Regions from separate parts of the Oryctolagus cuniculus genome. Here region 1 is linked to region 2. A link is a contact called in public Hi-C data. All regions are on one chromosome and are shown on one strand. The core of a region is the stretch at or near the end of the contact, and the rest is flanking DNA. Distances in the headings are between cores, read along the strand shown. Region 1 overlaps PTPN22 (protein tyrosine phosphatase non-receptor type 22). Region 2 holds the start of OLFML3 (olfactomedin like 3).

Region 1 (5,858 bases), core at 2,624-5,123, 150 kb before region 2:
AAACTTTCCCCCCCACAGATGGAATATAGAATACACCTACAGTTAACACATGAAAAAATATATTTTTTCCATAAGCTATTAATGGAAAACCTGTGTGGGCTGAACAGATAAATCTATATTATAACAGCTCTTTATTTTCCCCTTTCAATTCACAACCTCTAGATTAAAATATCTAAACTGACACTGTCAATTGTTTTATCTTTAACCCTATGTGCAAGTTCATTTATGTGTGCTTTAAATAGTAAAAAGCAATTCTAACAAATTATCAAAAGGGCCTGTTCCAAAATAAACATCAATAAATTATTTGATGAATGAATGGAAGGGTGACAGCCAATTTCTATCTTATGGATGGAAACCACTTAGAACTGTGTTTTAAACTGTGGATGTAGAAATATGGTTGAAATTAATACGGTAGACAGTGAGAGATTTGGGCCAGCAAGAGAAGCAAAGAGGATTCCTAATGAAGTGCGGGCATCTTGGTGTAGGCTCAGCAATTGTGATCCATAAAATAGCATAATTGTGATTTCTTTTTGAAGTATGCATACAATAAGGACTAAATGAAACTACCGAAAAATAGTGGGGGCTGGCGCTGTGGCATAGCTGGTAAAGCCGCTGCCTGCAGTGCCGGCATCCCATATGGGTGCCGGCTCGAGTCCTGGCTGCTCCACTTCTGATCCAGCTCTCTGCTGAGGCCTGGGAAAGCAGTAGAAGATGGCCCAAGCTTTGGGCCCCTGCACCCATGTGGGAGACCTGGAAGAAGCTCCTGGCTTCGGATCGGCACAGCTCCAGCCATTGTGGCCAACTGGGGAGTGAGCCGGCAGATGGAAGATCTCTCTCTGCCTCTCCTCTTTCTATGTATCTCTGACTTTCGAATAAATAATAAATAATTCTTTAAAAAAATGTTATTCTGGTGCTTACTCAGCTTTTAAAAAAAGAAAGCATGGTGACAATCGCCATGTGCATCTGTAAGTGACAGGAATATGGTTGGTTTTGTTTTTATTTTTTAGTATTTCCTAAAATGAGCTATAGGCTGGATTTGCCAGATTCTGTTACCACCTCCTGATGCAGAAATTATAAATCACTAAATTTCTATGATTTCAGAGATGAATTTATTACTATAAAATTTTAAGTTAATACGACCCAGGTACTTCTTTCTACTAAATCAAGCTTATTGAATTTTTTCAACACCCTTTTTAAATAAGAAACATTATGTTGGTTATCTTGGGCAGGCAGCTGCTTTTGACGTCTTTCCATTCAACACAGAGACAGAGCAAGACACAGACACGTGTTTGATCCACTCACCACGTCCATACCTGAGTTTGAACTAGTGATGGTCTCTGGGTTCTCATTTCCTGGATCAAACTAAAAACACTGAAGTTATCAGGAATTATCTATCAAACAAAAGGGAAACATATTCACTCTGATGTTTTATTCATAAAGTATTACCACTTTCTTATAATGTTGTACTTCCATGACATCCGTTCTCCTAACATGGGATCTAGCAGAAAAGGAATGCATTTATAAAGCTAGTGATGATTCTCATCACATGCACTATGATTTAGAGCCTTGGGTTTTCCCCAGAAAAGATTGAAGAAACTCTTCAGGATTATTTCCCATGGGGTGATCAAACATCTGAAAGTGAATATACACTGAGGGACAAGGCTCAGTGGAGACCAAGTGTGAGAGTGTCCTGAAATAAAGGGAGTTGGCAGGCAGGTGTAGAGTCCACATTTTAAACTTCCCATTTCTTAGTCGGCACTAAAAAGTGGTTTATAGATTGAAACACAAAATTTTATTGTGAAAAAAATGAGTGCATCTGCTGCAGCAGTTTGGCTAACCTAAGGAAGGGCAGGTGTCATTGTAGGCAGTGGTTCTCAAACCCGGTGCCCATCAGCGCACCTCCAGCCCCCGCCCTCGGAGCTGGGGTTCAGTCCATTACAATAATTCGCTTTCCTAACAAGTTCTCAGGTGATGCTGATGCTACTTGTGTGGAGACTGCACCAACAATTTAGGAACTAATGAATCACCTGGCAGAGTGGGTCTCCGAGTGCATTTTCTAGAAAAGATGAATCATGAAGATAGATGTTTTGAAAAACCGAGCAATTCTGAAGTCTGAAAGCCCAAAGTAAGCAAACAGGAAAGGCGTGTTGAGAGAAACTCACCCCATCTTTTAGCAACATCCACGTATAATCAATGGCACAGATCACACCAGTCCTTCCACAGCCAGCACTGAAACGAAAGAGCACAGTGGCATGTGTACTTGCAGAGAGGGGGCCACGGATGGGAGCTGGAAAATTTCAGCAGCAGATCTGGAGAGGAAGCAGCCTGGTGGCACTGTGTTTCAAGCCCTACCACTTCCCAGAGCAAGTCTGTTCTTGTGACACTGAACCTCAGGACAGGGCCTTGCCAACCTCTTACGGCAGGGGTCGCTAAAGCTGCACTGCCTGCACGTAATTCACCAGAGTTTATTACAGCTGGTTTCTGCTGTTGACATTTCCGTTACAGTTGCAGAGTCCAGACCAGACTCTGATGTTTGGTTTATCCTCGGCAGGAGAGGAACACACAGCATCATACCTGCAGTGAATGCAGATGGGAACACTGTCGCCCTCTTGGTAGCAACGCACGTCCCAGATGAGTTCCAGGATAGGGTCTATAGACGAAGGCACATCATGGTCTGGCCAGTTCTTGTAATGAAACTGGTAGATTGTTCGGGTTTCCTATAATAAATAGCCAGAACAAAAGGAGAGTTCAAGCTTAGGACTCCACCTCATTCTACAAAAGATCAGTCTGGCTTATTAGATTGCATCTGAATCTTTTTTTCCAATTTATTTTGCTTTCTTCTCTATGGATCTCAGATAACCAAATGCTTTTTGACAACAATTAAAAGCAATTTGGGGCCAGCATCATGGTTGTAGTGGTTAAAGTCATTGCCTGCTAAGGCCAGCATCCAGTATATGAACTGGGTTGAGTCCTGGCTGCTCCACTTCCCATCCAGCTTCCTGCTAATGCACCTGGGAAAACCACAGAAAATGGCCCAAGTGCTTGGGCCTCTGCCACCCACGTGGGAGACCCAGAAGAAGCTCCTGGATTTGGTCTGTCCCAGCCATGACTGTTGCAACCATCTGGGGAATGAACCAATGGCTGGAAGGTCTTTTTCTCTCTCTCTGTCTCTCTTCCACTCTCTCTGCAACTCTCTTTTTCAAATAAATTAAATAAATTTTTTGATTAAAGGCAATTTAAGGTCACTCACTATTGGCTTGTCCCCATCTGTCCCACTCACAAGAGGAAGTTAGCTATGAACACAGCCCAAATGAAGTCTCCCCAGATGGGGTGCCTCAAATGAATCACAGGCACGCTGCTATATTAAATCCCTGCCTTGGGAGAGGATGGGGAGGGGGGGCTCAGGGCAGTCTGAGCTCACAGATTGATTCCCAGTCCCTACTCACTGCCCAACCTCTGTTCACCCTACAGATATTATTTTAAATGTGTGTCATGGTGTGGAATAGATTTGGGAGCACAGATCACACCAAAGGTCTCTTCAGAATACGAAGAGTGACTCAGGACATCCAAGGCCCCAGCACTGTCCAGAGCCCTACGTCTCGCCTGAGTCACACACACGGATCTACCTGCCTGCTCTCCGAAGGCTTTTGAGTTCATCTCTCCCATTCTATACTTACCCCGTTGAACTTGGCTTTCAGAGTCCTGATTATATAATGAGATTTCCTTCTTTCAGCTTCCTAAGCAGAAGAAGATTACAATATCAGTCAAGCTCTCTGTCCAGGAGCTCCCGGAGCCTTGGCTGGGCCACGGTGTGCCGATGGTACTTACACAGGACACCGAGAAGGGGCCGACCAGCAGCTGCGTCTCGCCTGGCTCAGCCCAGTAGCGCTCGCACTTTCTCTGTTGCACAAAGCAGAACGCAGTTACGGCCCTGTTTCCCTCCATACACTGCAGTCTCTTTTCAGAAATAAATCCCACTTGCTTCCTCACAAGCAGATTCAGGTCCTTCACCTCAGCTCAGGGTTTTGTAATCCCATGGGCTTCCACCCCAGCACCACGGCCTGGGAGCTCCAAGCACGGGAAAGCAAAAGTAACGGATATAGAAATTACAGACTTCCTACAAGTCTAAAAACGTGGAATTCGAGATCTTTGGCTTACTTTCAATATTTCAGCAGGACTAATGGAAATCAAATGTCTACTAAAACAGTGGCCCGAGTTAAGTGAAATACCAAGTTTCCTTGATTTGTTGATTTAAATTGTCAACTCAGAATAGCAACAAGCAAGTCAGAACAGTGATGTCCAGTAAAAATACAATGTGAGCCACACACGCAATTTTAAATTTTCCAAGCCACATTCAAAAATGAAAACAGTGAAATTAACTTTAATAGAATATCTTAGCTTAATATACAGATCTTAAAAAATTTCAACGTGTAATTGACATCAACCACATATTACATATTTTACCATTTTTAAAATTAAATCTCTAAAACCTAGTGCTTTATGTTTACAGCTCATCTCAGAATGCTAAAATTTTCATTGGAAATACTTTCATTTCCATTTAGATTTCATAAAATTCATAGCTCAAATATTTCACATAGTGGCTGGCATTGTGGGGTGCTGGGTTAAGCCACTGCCTGCAATGCAGGCATCCCGTATCAGAGCTCCAGTTTGAGTCCTGGCTGCTCTGCTTCCAATCCAGCTTCCAGCTAATGTGCCTGGGAAGGCAGTGGAATGTGGTTCAAGGACTCAGGCTTCTGCCACCCTTTGGAGATTCGATTGGAATTCTACTCTTGCCTTTAGCCTGCACACCAGCCCCAGCTTTGTGGCCATTTGGAGAGTGAACCAGCTGATGGAAGATCTTTCTCTCTTCCGTTTCCCATTTCTCTCTCTCTCTCTCTCTCTCTCTCTCTCTCTCTCTCTTTCTTGGTAACTCTGCTTTTCAAATAAACAAATCTTAAAGAGAAAAGTTTCACATACTCCAGTTGTTTCAAACATACTTAAAGTTTTCCAATAACTGAATTGATGATCAACTTTTAAATCAGTTGAGATTATAGTAAAGTAACTGAGTTCCTTGGTCACTCTGTCAGTCTCTTCAGTACTTAAGAGCTAAAGGCAGCTAGTGGATGGCATGCTGGCCAGCTCAGGATCTGAAGCTCTCACAGAAAGTTAAAAGATATCTGATCAATAGAAATGGGAAAGTGAATGGTCATTTTTTAAAAGCAGGACACACTGAGAAAATAGATAATAAGAATTCTTCGTCATGTGGAATTCCCTAACTGAAAGCTAGGAGATGGCCATTTTTACCCAACCTCACTGAAGGAGAGAATTCCTGCTGCTGGTTGCCCTGTCTCTTTCTTCTCCCCTTCACCTGTAGATCAGCGGGTACTAGAAAGCAACTCACCTTTCCCATCTCAAACTCCATACACGCCATGACAATAATCTGGGGGATGAAACAGACAGAAACGTCAACACCTATCAGGTCAGAAGAGCAGCTAGGAAATAGGTTCCGGGGTCAGAAAGGGTTAATCATCCTTCTTCTATTTGGATTTGCTTTTCAACCAAAAAAGAAATCCTGATAAGTGGTAGAGCGTTGCTCTTACTCTTCTTCTTTCTGAACTCACTTCCCCTTTCTCTATTCAAATCAGTACATTCTTGTCACCCAATGAGGCAGGCAACGTGTGAACTTTCATTTCCTTGAACAATAATGACATTGTAATTTTGACTAAAAGATGCCTGAAACCTGTAGCTCCAGTAGTCGATTGTAAAAAAATAAAATAAAAAAAAAATAAAAGCACCGGTTTTAATAGACAGGAAACCCCCATCACACCTGCTGACAGCTTCCCTCCTTGAGAACTCGA
Region 2 (5,361 bases), core at 1,369-3,868:
GCAAGGGACATGACTTAATTGTTTTTGTACAAAATGAGATGCAGGAAAAGAAAATTCACCCCTGCCCGAGTCCAACAAGTAGATGCCATTTAATATAGAAGTCTTCACTCGGTGCAAAAAGGTAATACCAAGAGCTTGTGTTTGTTACCTTAGTCACCTGACTAGCACTGTGGCTACAGAAACTTCAGAAATTTTCTCAGTCTGCAAATTGGCATTTCAGATATACCAAGATAAAAATTCACCTGTGTCTGCCAAATGTGTATGTGTTCAATGTGGCTTTGGATTCTGTCCCTGGGGCTTAAAACACTGCTGGCCCTGACAGTATGGGGGAAGCCCCAAGAATTTATTGAGCAGCTGGCCTGGGTCACAGTGGCCTGACCTCAAACCAGCTTAAGGCTTTAAGTCCTCTCAGAACTTGGATCTCCAGCATCTCCCCTTCTAGGTGAGAGGGAAGTGGGGAAGAGTTAAGTATAGGCTCATCAGGACACTCGATCACTCCTGAGTTTTTAATGGTTCCCAGGAGGTGATACCATTCTGTGCTCAGCTGAAATACTAACCCCAGGAATCAGAACTCCTTTTCAAATAGTTTTGGCCATTCTGAGCCTGCTTTTGTGATTGCTCATCCATCGTTGTCCACTAGAGGGGCTAAGCTTGACTGCCTTAGCCAGGCAAGCGCAGAAATGTGTGTTGTTTAATTCAGCATTCTTATGCAAAAATCCACTAGTTGAGATGGTTTGTTTTAGGATAGGAAATGAAATTGCCTCTCAGTGACTGGAATGGCCCGAGCCTGCTTCCTCTTTAGATTTTTTTTTTGAACTGATGAATGGTGCAGCATGTCTACATGGTTGTTTGTTGCTAAACTTAATATAATGTGTGGTTTCAATTCAGCTTGAAAAATAATCTCACTACATGTAGCAGTACATTATATGTACATTATATGTAATGTTAGTATTTCTGCTTCAAATCCTTGATATTGCAATGGAATTCCTACTTTATTAAATGTATTTGATATGCTAGTTATTGTGTGCGATTTAGACTTTTTTTTGCTTTCTCCCTTTTCTGGTTGTGCGCTTACTTTTACAGCAAGCCTCTAGAAACAGATAGTTTCTGAGAATTACTGAGCTATGTTTGTAACGCAGACGTACTTAGGGAGTATGTAAAATAATCATTTTAACAGAAGAAATAGATATTTAAAATTTAATACTAACTACGGGAAAAGGGTCCATTGTGTAAAACATAGTTTATCTTTGGATTCAATGTTTGTCTTTGGTTTTACAAAGTAGCTTGTATTTTCAGTATTTTCTACATAATATGGTAAAATGTAGAGCAATTGCAATGCATCAATAAAATGGGTAAATTTTCTGATTCACGTGACTATTTTTGACTTCTGTTGTGGGGTACATGGTGGATCAACATATGATGTCTTTTTGGAGCAACCAAACACAATTGCATTCTTTATACAGAGTTCCATAATGGGAACGAATAGGATTTCATAGGAAATGTGCCGGACCATCTGAATCTGACCCTTTGAAAGAGATAGAAGGATTCTGAGACAGGCTAATTAAACTTTGCTTCCTGACATTTTTCACCAAACATTTAAGGCAGCAGTGTGTCGGGTGGGCCAGTGGTGCAGTGGCTAATGTGTCGGACTATGCATTATTGAGTGAATCCCCACAGGAAGAGTCCCCCACCCAAAGCTGCGTTGGTAGAAGCATGGTCCTTTTCAGTAAAGGACCACCTCTGATCAGACTTATTTTGATTCTAAATTGGGTAAAACTTCTGATAAAGAGGGATTTACCTAGATTAATTACTGCAAGTCTCTGAATAAATGCTGTATTTGGTATCTTTGACACATTTTTGGGCCAAGTTTTCCTTACTGTGGCTGTTAATTCATTTTGTGGTCCTGCAGCCTTAGTTGGGATACAAAATTGAGAAGCACTTAGATATACCCTTTGGACCACAGCCGAGAGAAATGATCAGTAGTCTGTTTTATTCCAGTAGTAGGGAGGTGAGGATTCATTGACTGTGAGTTAGACTGCAGTACACATATTTTTCAGATGTTTTCCCCTGTTAATAAATTAATGTAAATTGGTGTGAATGCTTCTCAGTGTGGTAAGAGAATATCCCTGAATGTCTTCAGGCAAAAAGCCGACAGACAAAAAACATGTAACATGGCTGTGCTGTCATTCTTACATTCAGAAAATCAAGTTAGTTTACTGATTTTTTAGTGACCTGATAACCTTGTTTTGTTTTGTTTTTATCTGCTGTATTCTCTTCCTGGGGCTGAATCAGAGAGAGAGAGAGAGTCAGACACTGGCATGGACCTCTAAGTAACTGAGTGGTCTGTGGGGAAATCTGCATTTTAATGATGAAAGCCATTATACTTCAGTCTCCTTGGCTGGCTTTGTGGAAAATTTTCCACATGGGGTGGAGTCCAAGCCTTGATGCTGTTAATCGTGAGAGAGAACACCAGGTGCTTGGCACAAGATGGCGCCAGTGAGCTACAGAAAAAGTTAAACTTGACCACTTTGGCTCTTCACCTCCTCCCCTCAAACTTCATCCCCCGCCCCATCCCCACTTCCAGCTTACACTGAAGGAGGCAGAAAACAGTCCATTTTGTTCCTGTGAGAGAGGGAGTGCTGTCAGCTTCTGAAACTGAGGGGAGAGTTTGCTGTTTCCTCCGGGGTCCCTGCCTCCTGCAGCCAGCTCTTTCCTCTGGGTGACTGCCCAGAGGCCGCCTGCCCCCCCTTCTCCGCCCTCTCCCCCCTCTCCCTCTTGGGGCGCCTACAGCCTGTGCGGGAGGTGGTTAGGCTCCTGGCTGCTGTGCAATGGGCCATCTGTGTTTAATCAATCAAGGCGGAAAAGGAGGGGGTGGGGATTGTGAAGAAACTGGGAAAGCATTCCAGAGTAGTGAGAGAGACCCGGAGATCAGAAGGAAGGCACCGCCCCCCACCCCGCCTCCAAAGCCAGCCCGCAGGCTTGAGGGGAAGAGGCCGAGTGCACACTTCTTCCACTCTCGACCCACTCTTCACGCTGCCATGGGGCCCAGCATTCCTCTCCTCTTCTTCTTCCTTTTGTCATGGTCAGGACCCCTTCGAGGACAGCAGCACCACCTTGTGGAGTACATGGAACGCCGGCTAGCTGCCTTAGAGGTGAGGGACTCCTTTCTCTTCTAGCCTAGCCTGGAAGGATTCTACATCTTTGATTGGTTCAACAGACCAATTTGTTAGGCATCTGGGGGTGACAGGATAGGATGCTGCAAGAACCTACAGAAGATTTTGTCTTTTGATGAGAGAATCCTCCAACTACAAGCCCTCCTCTCTCCCCACACAGAGGATTCCAAAGCAAACAGACCTTTGTGCTTTACCCACGGAATTAGATGGGGTAAGGGAGCAGAGTGGAAATGAGAGCCAGGACGGTGGGGATGCAACCGGAGGAGCTGATGATTCTGCTGAGTTGAGGTTCCCGAGGAATCTGCAGCTTCCTGCCTTTTTAAGCCAGTGTGCTATCTGCAGCATCCTAATCCCTGTGAAGTGAACTGCACGGTGGAGGAGGGAGCCCTTGCCGCCTTCATGCACCGAGGCTTCCCTTGAACCTCAGAGGGCACAGTGGCCCTGCTCACAGGGTACACAGGGTGGAGGCACGGAGTAGGGGTAGGGTAGGGGCCGAGGTGAAGCTGAGCTGGGCTGTTGCACACTTAGCACCTCTGGACATCTGGTTTTCTTTTCTGTGGGGGCGGAATGGGCTATTAAAGCCTGGCTGAGTTTGTTCTTTTTCGCATTCCTGACTCCCTGGTTGGGCCTCCCCCTGCCTGGGACTTGTAACCCTGCAGCCCTCTCTCCTGATTCCCCATCCCTTCAGGAGCGCCTGGCCCAGTGCCAGGACCAGAGCAGTCGGCATGCTGCCGAGCTGCGGGACTTCAAGAACAAGATGCTGCCGCTGCTGGAGGTGGCAGAGAAGGAGCGGGAGGCGCTCAGAACCGAGGCTGACACCATCTCCGGCAGAGTGGACCGTCTGGAGCGGGAGGTTGACTATCTGGAGACCCAGAACCCAGCTCTGCCCTGTGTGGAGTTTGATGAGAAGGTGACTGGAGGCCCTGGGACGAAAGGCAAGGGCAGAAGAAACGAGAAGTACGATATGGTAACAGGTAAGTGGTCTCAAAGCAGGCCCCTCACGCTCTCAGTAGCCGTTCTTTCGTTCTTTTTTAAGATTTATTTATTTACTTGAAAGGCAGAGAGAGAAAGAGGTCTTCCATCCATTGGTTCACTCCCCAAGTGGCTGCAACGGCCAGAGCTGGGCTGATCCGAAGCCAGGAGTTTCATCCAGGTCTCCTACGCGAGTGCAGGGACCCAAGGACTTGGGCCACCTTCCACTGCTTTTCCAGGCCACTGCAGAGAGCTGGATCACAAGTGGGGCAGCCGGGACTCGAACTGGCGCCCACGTGGGATGCCGGCACTGCAGGCAGTGGCTTTACCTGCTATGCCACAGCACTGGCCCCCTCAGTAGCCTTTCTTCCTTGTTTCTCTTTCCTCTTTGTCCTTGTCCACTGTGACTCCAGCTTCTAGAGTGTGTGTTCGGGTGATCTCTGTAATGACAGGTCCATGAAGGAGAGCTGCTGGGGACCCAGACCTCTGAGGTACCCTCCATTCCCCAGTCCTCCACAAGAGTGGGGACATCTACCGGGCAAACGACCACTGTTCTCCCCATATCCCGCCTCGCGGGGGGTTCCTGCTGTAGGCATACAACTCTCGCCTCTTATTTCCTTTTCTTGTGCTTTTCTCCTTCCCCCACCAGACTGTGGCTACACAATCTCTCAGGTGAGGTCAATGAAGATCCTGAAGCGGTTCGGTGGCCCAGCTGGTCTGTGGACCAAGGATCCAATGGGCCCAGCGGAGAAGATCTACGTGTTAGATGGGACACTGAATGACACAGCCTTTGTCTTCCCGAGGCTGCGGGACTTCACCCTTGCTATGGCTGCCCGGAAAGCTTCCCGAGTCCGGGTGCCCTTCCCCTGGGTGGGCACCGGGCAGCTGGTGTATGGTGGCTTTCTGTATTATGCCCGGAGGCCTCCCGGAGGGCCTGGAGGTGGTGGGGAGTTGACCACTTTGCAGCTCATCAAATTCCACCTGGCCAACCGAACAGTGGTGGACAGCTCAGTGTTCCCAGCAGAGGGGCTGATCCCTCCGTATGGGCTGACAGCAGACACCTACATCGACCTGGCAGCCGATGAGGAGGGCCTGTGGGCTGTCTATGCCACCCGGGAGGATGACAGACACTTGTGTCTGGCTAAGTTAGACCCACAGACACTAGACACAGAGCAGCAGTGGGACACGCCGTGTCCCAGGGAGAATGCTGAGGCTG

What was found. Hi-C and Micro-C count contacts between places; a contact is called where the count stands out from the background.
Region 1: a contact with region 2 is called in a Hi-C map of embryonic fibroblasts, with 2.8 times the contacts expected there. The contact joins the enhancer-like site here to the promoter of OLFML3 in region 2. A contact is called at or near these places in 3 of 6 Hi-C or Micro-C datasets (ear pinna, embryonic fibroblasts and skin fibroblasts).

The regions. Positions count from the first base shown.
Region 1 is chr7:56,521,061-56,526,918 of mOryCun1.1, reverse strand. PTPN22 (protein tyrosine phosphatase non-receptor type 22) reads right to left here. Exons shown (of 21, transcript XM_008264644.4): 5 at 5,402-5,440; 6 at 3,829-3,900; 7 at 3,678-3,737; 8 at 2,575-2,717; 9 at 2,163-2,229; 10 at 1,314-1,391. Among named protein-coding and RNA genes, the nearest start is that of PTPN22, 15 kb to the right of the region's middle. Within about 2 kb of position 3,873, at least 2 of the 8 cell types and tissues checked have an H3K27ac peak or open chromatin away from gene starts, as enhancers often do.
Region 2 is chr7:56,372,015-56,377,375 of mOryCun1.1, reverse strand. OLFML3 (olfactomedin like 3) reads left to right here and starts at 2,618. Exons shown (of 3, transcript XM_002715753.5): 1 at 2,618-3,152; 2 at 3,862-4,147; 3 at 4,795-5,361. The coding sequence starts at 2,829. It overlaps HIPK1 (homeodomain interacting protein kinase 1), which reads left to right. Exons shown (of 16, transcript XM_051856145.2): 16 at 1-1,365.